2 separate regions of the Gossypium hirsutum genome follow, and region 2 is linked to region 1. Evidence: chromatin contacts called from public Hi-C data. All regions are on one chromosome and are shown on one strand. Each heading gives the region's core, a stretch centred on a gene start, on an enhancer-like site or on the middle of the called end of the contact. The rest is flanking DNA. Distances are from core to core; before and after follow the strand shown. Region 1 holds the start of LOC107948150. Region 2 has its middle 7.8 kb from the start of LOC121211781.

Region 1 (4,989 bases), core at 1,805-4,304:
CCCACAATTAAAAAAAATCAGGTTAAAGAAACATGGCTAACAAGCAACAATCATCGTTCACATTGGCCTTTGTTGCAGCAGCCTTGATTCTCCTTGCCGGTCAAGTCACGGCCAGACGTGAAATCATAGAAGTCAAAGGTCGCGGAGTAACGGACCCTATCCTCGAAGCCAAACTAATAGACATGCTTGAAGAAACAGAGCGTACAAAGGATAAGGTACCGGTACTTGGTAATAGCGAGATGGTTAAGTATTGTGATAATGCCTATGGAATGTCCATAGGAAACTTGAAAAAGGCATTGGGTATGCTTCAACGTGGTATTAAATCACCCCAAGGTTTCAAGGAACTCGAAGCCATCGTGTTGGTAGTGATGAAGGCTTATGAGGAATGTGATCATGTTTTTGCAGAGAATGCTAAGCCTTCACCTTTTGGTATTAGTAATACTAAATTGAAATCACTGGGCACTAAGTGTAAGCAATATGCTGAAGAGGATGCTAAACAGAACTAAGTATTATGTATGTGCATCTGTATGTGTATGAAGGTTGATGTTTCTTGGATGCTTGGATTGGGATGTAATATTTTTAACAACAAAAATTATATTTAGAGAGATTCAAGATCATTGAGCATGCTTGGGAATGTACTTTTGAGAACAATTGCTAATTTTTTAATAGGTAAATAATACTTTTTAATTTCATGATGGAAGAAAATAAATTGAAAATAACATAAACTCTCATTCAATCTAAACTCTAAACCCTAAACCAAATCAGGAAGTTTTTGATCTATCCAAAGGGTAATAATATTTAAGAACTTTTCACCATAACATAGTTTTACTTTTTATCTTACAATTGAAGGGGGTGAAAAGAACCAAAATTTTACTATAAAAAGGTAACATTCCTTGAATAAAATTTGCCGTTTTACCAGTTACCATCCAAATTCTTCTTCACTTAGATATATTTCTGTTAATATGTCAGACATTACTGTCTTGGGTGTCAAACGGAGTTCATTGAGGTCAATGGTAGGGTTATTATGTATTAAGAACACCCCGGGGCCAATATCAGACCATCAACATCGATAGGAAGAAGTAACTTTTGCCATAAGCATCCTGTAGAGAAGAGCTCAGGTGGTTGAACGATTGTTACAACATCATCATTTTTATGTAACATTCCGGTTACAGTTACGGTGTTGCCTTCCTGTATGTACCTGCAAGTTGTTAGTGTTTGAGTAAGCATAGGCAAAAGGCAGCCAGGAATTTGAGATTCATGTTTGTATATGCACGGTTACCCTTCTTCCAGACGTAGTAGACGGGCATCTGCACAAAGGTTTCTTTCTCGTAACCAATTGGTGAGGTGAGGAGATAGGACTCTACATTGTTTCGTAGTAGTGACGAGTTTGCTGTCGGTGATCAAGGGGATAACTTTACAACCCGAACCGGCTTTTACCATGGCTCTGATACCAGATTTGCGATCGGTTATATAGAAATCTGTAGAAAACCTCTGTCAAGCAAAACAAAGAAGCTCTACATAAACATTTCTATTTCTTACAGACGCCACATTTAAGAGAACACGGATATGTTTGAAAGAACAATCGAGACGATAAACATATTGAATGTGAAGAAGCAACCTGCTTTATACTAAGTATCGGATCAAGAACAGTAGAACAACATTCAGGAACAACAGATTATGTTCATCCAGTTTTCCCACCTAGTTATTCTTCGAGATATTTAGAGACAAGCTTGATAGAGAAACCATTACGGTCCAAATTATTAACCATCTGGCCTTTGATCCTTTAGACTACAGACTCCCTCTCATAGATAATTGCTATAGATTTGGACAACATACTTAAGGACCACATACAACATACTAGTTGATCTTAAAGCATGCCATAAGTCATTAAGTTGCAAAGTTCACGATTCAGACTGTAAACAGAAGAAATCAGCATGATATCAGGACAATCGGAGCAAGAAATCAGACTGTAGCATGGAACTCAAGTGCATTGCAATAAATTATTTCTCTTGGCTATGAAAAAACAAAACGAGAACAATGAAGTGTCATTAATGGGAATCAAAACTAAATGGATATAGTTACACAAGTAATCTAACAGAAGATATCATTGCCATTATAATCTAATGCCAAAATGGAACAATGGAGGTTGGCAAGAATTGTGTTAAGAGCATTGTCATTATAATCTATCACAATCTATCAATGCAACCAAATGGCATCAATTTAATTCAATAAGAACATACACATACACATACCTCACAATAAGCTAGGTTCCATTGAAAGCAAGATCTTTTAACATTAACAGGTTTGAGACCAAATTGTCCATACTCATAGAGAAGAGTAGATGCATATATGCATCTGCCAACCCTTTCATATGAAGTTTCTAAAGATAGATTTCCACATGATGCTACCTACAAAATGAGCAACAAAAAAGCAGATTAAATTTACCAAATAATGTCAACTTTACAACACGCAAACAAGAAATTTTCAGAAACCAAATGAAATCCCCAAGAAAAATCACAAAAACCCCACAAAATATACGAAATGCAGTTTAAAAAAAAAAAAGAGGAAGGAACTTTGAAGTGGAGATGTACCCCAGTGACCTTCACAAGCTGTCCTTCACGTGCAAGTCGAAGATCAGAATCAGGGAAAGAGTTAAGAAAGAACATGAAAGCAGATCTGTTATGGTGTCTCCAATTAATAGCATTCCAAGCTAAAAAAGAAGCAACTAAAGCAGAGAGTAAAAGGAAAGAGAGGAAGAAAGCAGCATTATGGACCACAACAAGGATGAAAATGGAGACAAAGAGACCAATGAAGAAAAGGGGTAAAAGAGTGTAAAAGGCTAAACTTGGTATAGGTTTGCAACTGAAACTAGTTTGGTGCTCTGTTAGGGATGCATTGGACAGGTCGTTCATCACTGAAAAAACAAAGAGAAGTGAGTGAACAGAGAAAAAAGAAGTTTGAAACTTTAAAATGGGAACTTGTTTTGTGAGAGAAAGGTTTTGCCTTTTGGATAATGAGAGATCCGGCCAAAAAAACTGTAGATCTTTTTCTTCATTGAGTCAAAGTTGGGCTATTGGTCTTTAGGACTCTTAAGAAAGATTAAGGTACACAGCCCATATGTAACAATGGAGTCCACCAATTTGGGAATAAGTACCATTGGAACCCTTTGTACTTTTTTCCTCTCCACTCAAATATGGGCAAATCAATCCCTATACATTAGATCAAAGAGTAAATTGATTATTTATTTAAAAATTCTATCCATTTTATTGTTAAAAGTTGGACCATGCATGTTAGAATGAGGTACATATGGCACGCTACGTGAAATTATTTAGTTATTTTATCAGTAATGCCAATTTTTAATAGTAGAATTTGATGAATTTTTTTACTAGAAAGGATCAATTTTCTCTTTAATCTAACATATAAGGATCAATTTTCTTTGTCAATGCTTATCACTTCATAAGATTAAAACAATAAAAGTACCATCGAGGTTATTGTACTAGTAGTTAGATTGTATTTTGCCCCATTTACTCTAAAAAAGAGCAAATTATTTTTTATTAGATCAAAGAGAAATTGATACTTTTTGATACAAAATTTTATTTATTTCTATTATTAAAAAATGGCGTGGCTAACATAATAGTTAGACAATTACAATGGTGTGCCACATGTATCTCATTCTAACATACAAAGAACAATTTTTAATAGTTAAAATGGATTGAATTTTTAACAAAATGACCAATTTGCTATTTGATCTAATGTACAAGGACTAATTTACCCAATTAAGTAAAGTGGGTAAGATGCAATTTGACTCCTAATACAATGACCTCTATGGTAATTTTACCGTTTAAAACTCAAAACTTTAGGTATCAATCTTCTTATGGTAAAAGTACAACAAAAACATTGTACTATATCTCGGATTACATTTTAGCCCCTCGACTGAAAAAAGGACAAATTAGTCATTGCACGTAAGATGAGTGAGCAAAACAACCCCTCTATTAAAATTTAGCCATCAACCTTACATATTTATTCAATTTTTGAAACTAATAAGGTTAAAGGGTCAAAAGGGCCTTATTAACAAATTTAAAAAAAATCAATTAAGCCCTTTTAAAATTTGAAAATTATTTTTAAAAAATCATATATTTTATTAAAAAATAACAATACTGACCTATTAAATTTAATGGTTATAAGATTTTTTTTAAAAATTAACCTCTATTCTTTTATTTGGTTGATATTATTAATTTTTTAATAAAAATTTTATAACTTATTTTTAATAAATTATGTTTACAATTTTTTTGATTTTTTAATAATTTTAAAAGGGCTTAATTAATTTTTTTTCTAATTTGTTACTAAAGCCTTCTTGACCCTTTATTCTTATTAGTTTTAAAATTTTCTAATTTATTTTCAATAAAAGAGTAGGGGTCAAATTGAATAAATGTGTAAATATCGAGAGTTAAATTTGTTATTATACCTCATATATAAATACTAAAACAAACATTTAATAGTGAAATTTTAATGGAGAGGCTATTTTGCTTGCTCATCTAACTTACAAAGACTAATTTACTATTTTTTTAGTAGAGGACTAAAATGCAATCTAGAGTATAGTGAAAGGAGTTTTATGATAGCTTCATCATCTTCTTATCACTCAATACAGGAATTATTAATGCCATAATTTTGTGAAGTTGTTTGCTTGTATTTAAGGTGTTAGGCTTACATTTAGGTAACATTAGGTATCCCACGGTGGTTTGGTTTCAATTTGATCCCTTTGTCTGGAATGTTGAAAGCTGAATGTTCTTTAGAATACTGGTTGGTTGTTTGTTAATGTAGTATAAGCCCTACATTTGTCTGGATAATTCCTAGAGAATCCTTGTAGGGATAAAATCTATAACCAAAATTACAAAATACTCTGACACAGTATCATGGGAGAAAAATAATATCTTGATTTTCATGTAATGAGACTTTTTCCCCTTTTGTTTTTGTCAATTCAACTTCATC
Region 2 (5,546 bases), core at 2,211-4,710, 78 kb after region 1:
TAACTGGACTAAAATTTACATATGATAATTAACTCATATTAAGACTTGAAAAATTCACACACTTAATTATACATGATGACTTAAGATTCAAAGCTTCCATCTTTGTTAACAGTGGGAATGTCTTAAGAACAATAGAGGGATTAATTTTTAATTCTGGAATTGAAAATTAAATAAAAAATATTTTATAAGAGGGAACAAAAGCATGCGACTATATGCATGTAGAGAAGGTGAAGGAACATGTTTAAGTCAACCAGGTAAAGATGCTGAAGTGTTGTTAGAAACTACAAACTAGAAAAATCAACGCTAAGCTAAGCTATGGCAAGTGAGGAAGAAAAAAAGGGTATACCCTTGAATTTTTTTTTAAAATTAGATCATAAAATTTTGTTTGTATTTGAAAGAAAAACTCATGCATTATTATAATTTAATATAACATAAATTATAAATTCACTTAATTTCAAAAAATTAATAAATAATTATTGAATTATTCAAAAAATTTTATTTAAATCACTGAGTTGTTATTTTTCTTTAAAGAAAAAATCTAGCTAGCGAGTTCCAAGCAATGATTCAACGATTAATACAATAAATTAATACTTATAGACAAGTAGAAGAACATACCTTAGATTCAAGTCGACCTGGCAGTTAATGTTGGAAGTCGAAGAAGAAAATTATTTGGATTTTAATTCACAGATTTATGACGTTCAAAACTATTTCATGAAATAAAATTAAACTGTAGAAGGGAAAAAGAAAAAAAAATTAAGTGGTATTGGTATAAACGGTACGAACAAAGAATACTATATAACTTAATGATGTAAATAAAAATTTTCAAATAATTCAATAAATATTTATAATTTTTTAAAATTAAATAGACAAATCTTATACTTACTAACAAATTAATAACATTAAGTATAGATTAACCTTTAATACATAATCAGACTCAACCTTTAATAATTGAAGAGTGGACAAAGGTAGGGTGGGATGCAGGATTTGACATTTACGTGTTGTTTGCTTTCACACACACACCATTTTCGAGACTGTAAAAGAAAAGCGTTGAAATGTGGAGCTAGTATCGTCGTCTCCGTTTGTCACTCTGATGTACAGTTGTGAGAGAGAAAAGAAAAGAATGGTGGAGCCTTTGCTGTAAACAACATAGATTATAGAGCATGCCAGCATTGATATTTATATATTTTCCATTTTTGCTTTAATATAAGTTTTCATTTATTTTCAAAAAAAAAAAGAGTTTTCATTAATTTGCGGGAGTTACCTGTACTGTTAGAATGATACTAGTTTCGCCATGTCACTATACTGACACCTACAAAGCAATGTATATTTTCCCACAATCCAAACACATCATACTCTCATGGAAGCCACTATATATATCACTAACACGTATTAGGTTTGAGTTTAAGAGATTTGGATTAATGTAGAAAGTATATAAAGATTTAGATTATATTTGTTTTCTTTATTAAAAATATAAATTATTTTTTTTAAATTTATTTATTTTTATTATTAAAAATTGATATTGTTGATAAAATAATCAGATAATTACATATGACGTATCACATATACTTTATATTAACATATAAATATTAAATTTTAACTCCAAAAATAAATAAAATTAAAAAAAACTAATTTATTATTTAATTTAACTTTTACTACCAATGCAATTACACCATGCATCCTTTAAATGCAATTGTGATTAATGCTATGAAAAAAGGTTAAAATGTAGTTACTTTGACCTAAGTTTAGCTAAATATAGAAGTGATAGGTAAAAAAAAAGGAGAGGGTGGACTCTCTGACCTTATCTGTCGGTCATCGCCTCGAATTCCTCTCCCATTCCCGATAGTGACACACCACACACAAGGTCACAAAAAAAAGTAATTTTTATTCAAAGAAATTAAATTTGTAATTGATAATTTTTATAGGAAGAAGTTTGTGAAATATGTTTATCAAGTGTCAATAACTCTCAACATGTTAGTATAATTATTTACTCTTTTAAAAGCTCGAGTTTTCTAAAAAATGATAGTTTTATATAAAAAATTGTTTGGGGTGAATTTAAATGGACAATACTTTTATTTACAGTTAGTGTAAAAATAATAGTGACAGTAAAAATAAATATTGTAACGTGAGATAAAAAATAAAATAAGTACATCGCACCTTACCGCCTGTCCAAACCCACCCATAATTGAATTTTCTTAAAAAGTGAACCATTGTGCGTTTTACTTAATGTTATTTAAACAAATTTCCTATAACAATGATTAAGTAAGAATGTTATCACTTGAGCTACTTCTCAACAACCATATTTTTTTTATAATCACAGGGATCCTCTATTATTTTATAATTTGAAATTAATAACTTAATATTTAATAATGAATTTGTAGTTGGAAAAGAAAATTAGGTATGGGTAAGTGTGACTCACTTTTTTTTACTTGACTATTCTATTATTTATGTCATCATACTATTATTTTGTTATGATTAGTACAGTAATTTTAAACCTGGAATTCTAGGTTACATAAACGATTAGACACAACAATCTAAGTGGTAATTTTATTCTACTTTCTTTATTTTTAGGTTCTGTTTTTATTTATTTATTTATTACTATTTTCATGTTTATGACTGCATCCCACCATCATCCCATTTATCTTGATTGTGCAGACCAAAAAATTGAAGAAAATCAATAATCGATTTTATTTTAATTTTAGATTTATTAAATCTAATTTTGGTTTTGTTTAAAATTTTTTAAAAATAATAATCAAAGTACAACATAATAATTATAATTTTTTAAATTAAAAAAATCGATTCGAGTGCATGGTGGTCGTGGTCATTTCTGAAACTGAGGAAATAAATAGCTAGTAGGGTCGAGTCTACATCTATGTTTTGTCTTTTTCTAAACGTCTAATTTTATGGAAGGTCCTTATACTATGTTTTTTTACAAATTAGTCCTTATACTATAATTTAATCATTTTTAATTATTACTTTTGAAATGTGTATTTTAAATATTAAATCTAACTTTTCTGCCTAGTTTTTTTAAAAAAATTTATACATATATATATGATAACCTAACCTATATAATCTGGTATCCCACTTCAAATCCATATAAACATAAAACTTGTTTATTTTATTGAAAACACATTTTTATTTCTATTTATCAAATGTGTTTCTCATCTTTAAAAAAATAAAAACTATTTTTTGAAAATGAAAATATAAAATATTTTCAGAAATCAAACCCAACCTTAATTTCAAGAATAAAAATACACATTTTGAAAATTAGATAAATTATACATCATCAATTTATAATAGACAGACTAAATTCATCAAAAATACATAATACAAGGACCTTTTACAAAAATTTTCATTTTTTTAAAACTTTGGGTTCCAAATTCCAACTCTTTTTACTCATCTTAACTACTCCCCCATCACCCATATTTTCCTCTTCATTATTTCATTATCACCCAAAAAGGCCAAAACCCCACCACTCTCCCCGCCTCTCTCTCTCCCCCCTCCCTTGAACAGAGGCTAAACTCTTGGGGGGGATAAAGAGATAAGAGAGAATCCAAGCAACACACATACACAAAACCCTTAGCTGCCACCAAAGCCTCTTTTGAAGATATAGTTTTTAAGGGAGCATTCATTCTGAGGGGAATGTTGTCTGGACCGGGGACACTTGTGTTTCTAATCCATTTTCCCTGCAATATTGTTCTGGCCATGGGGATCTTTATATTGCTTATTTTTGTAATGGATTAAGGTTGTACTAGTGTCGTCGGACCAGGCTTCATTCCCCCCAATCATTGCTCCCATATGCAACTCCCATGGACTGCAGCATGTAAAAAAGGTTTGGGTTGTTTTTTTGGATCATTGGGGTGTTTTATTTACTGAAATTAAGGTTGTTTGTTACTTTGCAGTGCAATGATGAAAGGGTTTTTGACCAATTTGTTAAAGTTTCATCATTACTTTCTTTTCTTTTCTTTTTTTCTGTCAGTACTAAGTTTGTAAACCCTCTTTTCTAGTTCATCATTACTCAGATCTTTTTCCATGATGGCTTCTTTTTTTTCTTTTTATCTCATCTGTCAGTTTTATGCTTGTTTCATGCTGTTATTAAGATCTGGTTTTCAAGTTTGGTCAAACTTTATCTCTAGGGTTTCAAGTTGGAGATGATGTTTACAGACATATTCACTTATATATTCTCAAATATACAGATCTGCACTACATGTTACCAGATTTGCATGGATAAGAAAATGCTTTAGGTCTTAAACTAAATATGATGCAGTAATAGTTTTGATTATATATATATAGCTAGCTTGTGTGTCTTTGGAATGAATAAGGAATGTAATATTTAAACTCTTTTTACTGTTGATAAGACTAATTTTTGAGAAAGTAATGTTAACATAATTTCTATTTTGTAAAATATATTTTACTATTACATCCATTAATTGCTGATGGCTTTTTGCATGAAAGAGCTTTGCCAATGGAAGTGTGGGTATGATGAAAGGAAAACTACTTACTTTGGCTTTGTTATTATTACATCTTACCTAAAAATTGATCAACAAGAAATGTTGAATGTTTGTAATTCAGTAAAAAAATAATAATAACATCTTTATACTACCATTTTAATAATAATAATTTCTTTTATTTTATTTTTTTTGTAAAAAAATAAGAATTTTTATATAATAAATGATACCTTTGTTATATTTGGACTTATTTGATTCTTTTTAATAAAGATTAAATTGATCCATTTAATAAGAGACCTACGAGATATTTTAACCAGTTTTTATCGATCAAAAACTAGCTTAGTTTTTTATTAACTTTGTTTTCTAGTGTGGCAAAAGATGTTTATTACCCAAGAAATTTTTTAAGCTTACATTACATTTTTAGAGAAAAGAAGAAAGGGTTTTAATCACATCAAACTTGGAATCACATGCCACCACTTGAACCGGCATATAAACATATCTTGTGATCCTATGCTCGGCTTGATTTCATTTCATCTCATAAAAAGTTTTCAATATTGTCCACCAGCTACTTCCCATCAGCTTTGAAGGACCCGTGATTTGAAACTATATGTCGGGTGCTAGCGTAGCCATTGCCAATCTTTGAATGGCCGAATGTTTTCCCAATGTGGTTGAGGCACTTTGATTATCAACCTATTTGAGTTCGTAGCTTTAAATAAAGTTAATTTTAACTTGACCCCTTAACATATCTTGGCTTCAATCATGGATCTTAGCTAACTCGTTGGATGCATTTAGCTACTTTCCCATCAGTTGTAGGTCCCATCACTTGAACCCATATTGAGTGTTATGTGTTAGATTTGTAAAACAAATCTGAAATAAAATTTAATAAACTAAGATCTATCATGTCAAATCATCAAAAATAAATCAATAACAAAACTAGATGCGGAAGTGTACCTGAATTCATGAATTCCTTGAAGTTTTACCGGACCTTTGCATATTAGTTCTAATCAAATTCTAATGAGCCCATCATTAATTAGAATTTGATTAGAACTCAATTACTAGAGTATCTACACATATTTGACTCATACTTTATTTAATAATTAA

Evidence for each region. A called contact is a pair of places that touch in the nucleus more often than the background predicts.
Region 2: a contact with region 1 is called in a Hi-C map of leaf, with 7 times the contacts expected there. The contact joins the enhancer-like site here to the promoter of LOC107948150 in region 1. A contact is called at or near these places in 20 of 34 Hi-C or Micro-C datasets (callus, fibers, hypocotyl and 4 more).

What each region holds. Positions count from the first base shown.
Region 1 is chrA12:82,032,593-82,037,581 of Gossypium_hirsutum_v2.1, forward strand. LOC107948150 reads right to left here and starts at 3,055. Exons shown (of 4, transcript XM_016882619.2): 1 at 2,592-3,055; 2 at 2,253-2,408; 3 at 1,280-1,491; 4 at 659-1,198. The coding sequence starts at 2,912. The coding sequence ends at 1,030.
Region 2 is chrA12:82,110,276-82,115,821 of Gossypium_hirsutum_v2.1, forward strand. No RefSeq gene overlaps it. Among protein-coding and RNA genes, the nearest start is that of LOC121211781, 7.8 kb to the left of the region's middle. Within about 2 kb of position 3,461, at least 3 of the 9 cell types and tissues checked have an H3K27ac peak or open chromatin away from gene starts, as enhancers often do. A contact at or near this core is called in fibers and leaf, where this site is marked.